Regions from separate parts of the Mus musculus genome. Here region 2 is linked to region 1. Evidence: chromatin contacts called from public HiChIP or PLAC-seq data. All regions are on one chromosome and are shown on one strand. Each heading gives the region's core, a stretch centred on a gene start, on an enhancer-like site or on the middle of the called end of the contact. The rest is flanking DNA. Distances are from core to core; before and after follow the strand shown.

Region 1 (2,608 bases), core at 45-2,544:
TGGGTGACTGTAGCTGTGATCTGCTCAGTGACCTTTGACCTGAGACACTTTTATATTCATTCCTTCAGACTCAATATACCCAAGGTGGGAGACAGCTCTGAGAAATGTGCAGTATACCTCATGATGTTAGGTTTGGAAACAATTTACTTCCTTATATTCCGGGATTGTTAAATATCCATAAAAAGTACTGCTAACTTTTTCTTTACAGTATCTTTATACATCCATATTCTGATCATAAATTAAAGAGACATAACAGAAGAAGTCAAAGTAATGCTCTTAAAAAGTATCTCATCAAAGGAGTACCTTAGCCTACAGAACGTTCCAGAGCTAAAAGAGATTTTGACCCCATCCAGTGACACTTGGGCAAGTTAAAGATCTCTGTTTAGATTATCCTTAATAAATGTATGATTTGCATCCTTATGTATAAGCAATAATAGTAAACTGTGGGATGCTGAGGAAGACTTGAGTAAATATGTCAAGAGCAGATGTCCTGAGCTAACATAAATTGCTGATATGGACACAACCATAGCAAATAACTTACGTCTCCCACACACATATCAGATGAGGTCAGAGGGATGGCTAAGCTTTCCTCTGGTCTGAGTGCAAAAGCTGAGAATGCGTGCAATTACAAGTGTTCATGAACAATTGGCCTCTGGGTGAGGAAACTAGCTAACTGCAACTTCCTATTTCCTGGATGTTTACAGCCCAAGATTGCTGAAATGCAGAGGCCTCACTCTGAGACTATCCAACTCCTCCTGCTATGCTGTACATCATGAATGTGCTGAGGTTCCAGGATGCTGTTCCACCAGAGCACACACAGCCATGTTGACTCAAGGTCTTCCGCATACATGTCTGAGTATCTGTCCTTTCTTCATTCCCTCACCACCTCTAATCAGATTTTGTCTTCTACTTTAGAAACGCTGCATGAAGTCAAAACAAGAATTTCCATATTGTAAGCTTTTTCTGTGGATCACACAAGACTCTAATAAATCTACCTATCTACTACCTTAAACTTAGATAATCTAACACACACACACACAAAGAGAGAGAGAGAGAGAGAAGAGAGAGAGAGAGAGAACACACACAGGAGAGAGAGAGAGAGAGAGAGAGAGAGAGAAAGAGAGAGCAATCAACAAACAAAAACAAAAGTAGCCATAATAGCCAGTCAGATACCAAGTCTTCCAAGCCAGATCTTGGCTTACTTTAAAACAGTATCCTGCATATCCTATCAGCATGCATGACACTTTGGTGAGTAATTTCTTGCTGTAAGGGCTGTGCTGTGCCTTCTGGAATGCTTATCAGTCTTCTTGGCTTCTATTGACTAGGTGCCAGTAGCAAACCCACTTCCTTTCTACTCACTATATCGTGCTGCCACACTTAGGCAAATAAAAAATAATGACTGCAGATGTCATCAAACGTCCCAGAAGGGGAAAATTTGCACCATTCCCTCTACAGAACCACTTGCCAAAAGTATAAAATAAAAGTGGAGGCTATTCTGAGAGAGCCTTCCAAGAACTTCACAAAAGCGATTGTGCTACATACTCTCTACCTTCGAGCTCTGCTTTTACTACTGTAAATTTTGCCCTGAGATCCGCCAAAGGGGATAACATAGAGCCTCTTTTTCACGTCTTCACAAATGGGATGAGTGGAGATGACTGAAGTAGGGGAGGTGAGGCTCATAGTAAACGCGGTTGAGGTTGCCTAATAGAAACTACTTGTCACACGGGGCTCTTTCTAAGCTACAATTTTCTCCAGGTAGCAAACAAACCAGTTCTGATCTGTTTGACCTGTTTCACCTGTGGTGGATAACTACCTATATACAAAGTATCCAGTGTTCCCAACTGATATAAGTAATTGAAATTTAATAGACAATGCTGAGTCACAGCAGAATTCACTTGAATAAGCAGGAAATTAATAGAGGAAATACTCCACGGGTGATCATGGGCAGATACAAAGCTTGTGCAAAGTATAATGAAAAACACAATATTTGACATTATGTGTCACTCTGTGACACATAAATGCTATCTTTTTTTTTTGAGGGAAATGCATTTTATTATTTTATATATATATATTTAATTAGGTATTTTCTTCATTTACATTTCAAATGCTATCCCAAAAGTCCCCCATACCCTCTCCCCCCACTCCCCTACCCACCTACTCCCACTTCTTGGCCCTGGCATTCCCCTGTACTGGGGCATATAAAGTTTGTAATACCAGGGGTCTCTCTTCCCAGAGATGGCCGACTAGGCCATCTTCTGCTACATATGTAGCTAGAGACACGAGCTCTGGGGGTACTGGTTAGCTCATATTGTTGTTCCACCTATAGGGTTGCAGACCCCTTTAGCTCCTTGAGTACTTATGGATTTATTCTAGTTGGAGCTGTAGTTGGTTGGAGATGAGAGTCTTCTGAACATAAGTGGGCCTGAAATGATTCTACAGAGTCCTGTTGGGAGGCAAGGGGAGATGTGATAGTTCATGAGTAGAACAGGGAGAAAGCAGAGTCAGAGAACTACGTTGTACTACAGAGAGAGCCTTGAGCAAAAGGATGGATAACAGTGCCATAGGAGAAGCTGGGAAGTGTGTGTCAGGGCTTCACCCAGAAGCCTTC
Region 2 (2,608 bases), core at 46-2,545, 860 kb after region 1:
CATTAAATAGAGAAGAAGGTATGCCAGGTTCAGTTCTTGATAAAGGGCACAATATAAAAAGCTGCTCACTCTTGTAGAACTTTCATTGAGGAACAAATAGTGCTACAGAAGAGAGAATTGAGCTAGAGGGAGGTTTTTTGACAAGCTGGGATTTTTCTAAGACTCTAAATACTTCAGATGGTGTATATGTAGATGACTACAGTATAAAATCCAAATGTACTTTTACAATATAGGCTATAGTCACCTCTCATAATGAGACTAGCCTCAGAAGAAACCATTCTTGCTGACTTAGTCCTGGACTTCCAGCCGCCAGAACTGTGAAAAAATATCTGCTGTTAGGCCAAATTGTGGTTTTTCTACCTAGCAACCCTAGCAACAAATACAAAAACATGTTCATGTTTTAGAATTTATGAACCACTGTACACACAGTCATTGGCAACGTTAGGATATAGGTTAATGTTTATGAGGAGAAACTAGTTGGCATCCTTCAGTGTTTCCCCAACAATGGCCAAATAAATGCAGGCACAGAAACAATATTTGGGGATTCTGAATCTAAGCTTTGTCTAAAGGATCTAAGGAAACAACTGGAAGTACTCAGGAATTGGAGGCATTAATCATGAAAAGGCATTAGAGTCTGTTTCTAAAATCTTCAGGGTGAAGCCTGAGCTCTAGAGACTCCATACAGCTACCCCTGGATCTAGAATGTCAAATAAAAGGATATGTGATGGTAAAGAGTAGATTTACTCATTGGCAACATTGGAAGGAAGATGAAACAAAGGGACCCAATGACCTCCTGGTCTGTCTGCTGGATATTGACAAGAGCTTTTGGGTTAAACATAGGAATAGCTGAACAGTGAGCAAGAAGTATGTAATTATAGTAGTCCTGGTTTAAGTGTGGTTCATGTTTATCCTGGATGTGTGTCTGTATATCACATTTGTGCCTGGTATCCTTGGAGGCCAGAAGTCATCAGATTCTCTGGAACCATAGTTATAGATGGTTCTGAGCCAGTACGTGGGTGAGCATCAAACCTGACTCTTCTCTAAGAGCCACATGGATGCTGGGAATCAGACTTGACGACTCTGGAAGACAGCCAGTGCTCTTAGCTGCTGAGCCATCTACAGAAATCGTTCGGCAGCACTTATTAAGATTTTGAAAGACTACATAAAAGGTGACTGAATGAGAAAACAATAAGAAAAGATGACGGGAAGCCTCTGAGTGGGTTGGGGAGGGTAAAAAGAATGAATCAGGAAGTGACTGTAGCAAGGAGTGAGTTAATATAGTTTGATGAGTCAAAAAAGAATGATCTGAAGGTGAAAGAATTCCAAACACATACTTAAGACTAAAGGCTCCATATTTACACAGGCTGGGAAACTGCCCTCAATCGTAGTTGGTATCCTCAGGGAAGATTTGGCCAAAGCAGAAGTATAAGGGAACACTTAAAAGATAGCAGATTCCTCAAACCCAAACACTTGAACACATTAAGGCAAAAATAAAGTAATTTTCTTAGATTTTGCAGAAAAAAAAAATTTAGCTCCCAGTATCAACATAGAGTAAACAATCATTGAGGGGTGGGAGGAGACCTTTAAATGTGGAACTCTGGGGCTGGAGATAGCTCAGCAGTTAGGAGCACTGGTTGGCTTCCAGAGGAGTCAAGTTTGATTCCTAGCATCCATGTGGCAGCTAACACCATCTCTTAAGCTCAGGCCCAGGAGATCCAGTGCTACCACCTGCACTAATACAAGCACCATTCACACACATGGTGCAGATGCATGCAGACAAAACACTCAATCTTTTAAAAATACTTTACAACTCGGAAATTCTGATGCACTGTAACTACATAACTTTTATCATGTGTGTGTGTTGCTTGGCTTTCTGTGGACATGTTCACTGGAAGGTGCAGCGCTCTGAGAGATTTTTGTCGACTATTTGTCTTCTAGTATTTGTCTTCTGTTAGATGGACATGGGTATCAGAATCTGCCAATTCCCCATTTGTACTTTATTCCAGTTTAATTTTTGCCGTGAACTGTACAAAGGAGCACCCGTCAGATGGATGTGTTGGCTTGCTTTCTCAGGTGAGGATAGTGGTGTTAGCCTATCCACCTGTTTGATTGGAGCTGTTTAGAATGTCCCATGGGTCTCAGTTTTTCTAGTCTTTTTTTTTTTCTTTAGTGATAGCTTTAGTAATTATTACAGGTAACCTTTCATTATTACTTTAGCTCAAGTTATGGAAATAACATTCCTGCTTTCATCAGTTGTTTTGGTGGTATGTAAATAGCTCCTTTCTGGACAATTCTTGCCCTAGAAGGGCTTTGTTCGGATAGAACTGCTACTATGCTGGGTTGGAGCATTACAAAAAGAACTGAACCAAAATAACTACAAAGCAGTAGTCCTGGTGGGCCGTATCTGTAGCCTGATCTCTAGCAATAGAAGAGATTCTTGCATAATTTTTAGCTAAATTTTCTGGTGTTCGCAACCCCAAACATGCTGACCTGATAGAGAATTTGGTTGAGGTGAGATAGCAAACTCAAGCGTGAAGTTTGCAGAATGAACGTGGAGTGAGTGTGTTTGGCCACATTGCTACCTTACACATTAAGCTACTAGCCCTAT

Evidence for each region. HiChIP or PLAC-seq counts read pairs in DNA pulled down with a chosen protein or histone mark.
Region 2: a FOXA1 HiChIP or PLAC-seq map of pancreatic cancer cells shows a contact between it and region 1. The contact joins two enhancer-like sites. A contact is called at or near these places in 1 of 39 promoter capture datasets (stem cell-derived epiblast-like cells) and 2 of 115 datasets of contacts at active chromatin or transcription factors (bone marrow-derived macrophages and pancreatic cancer cells).

Annotation. Positions count from the first base shown.
Region 1 is chr13:16,846,122-16,848,729 of GRCm38.p6, forward strand. No RefSeq gene overlaps it. Among named protein-coding and RNA genes, the nearest start is that of Gm25020, 360 kb to the right of the region's middle. Within about 2 kb of position 1,295, at least 24 of the 459 cell types and tissues checked have an H3K27ac peak or open chromatin away from gene starts, as enhancers often do. A contact at or near this core is called in pancreatic cancer cells, where this site is marked.
Region 2 is chr13:17,704,331-17,706,938 of GRCm38.p6, forward strand. No RefSeq gene overlaps it. Among named protein-coding and RNA genes, the nearest start is that of Mplkip, 10 kb to the left of the region's middle. Within about 2 kb of position 1,296, at least 45 of the 459 cell types and tissues checked have an H3K27ac peak or open chromatin away from gene starts, as enhancers often do. A contact at or near this core is called in pancreatic cancer cells, where this site is marked.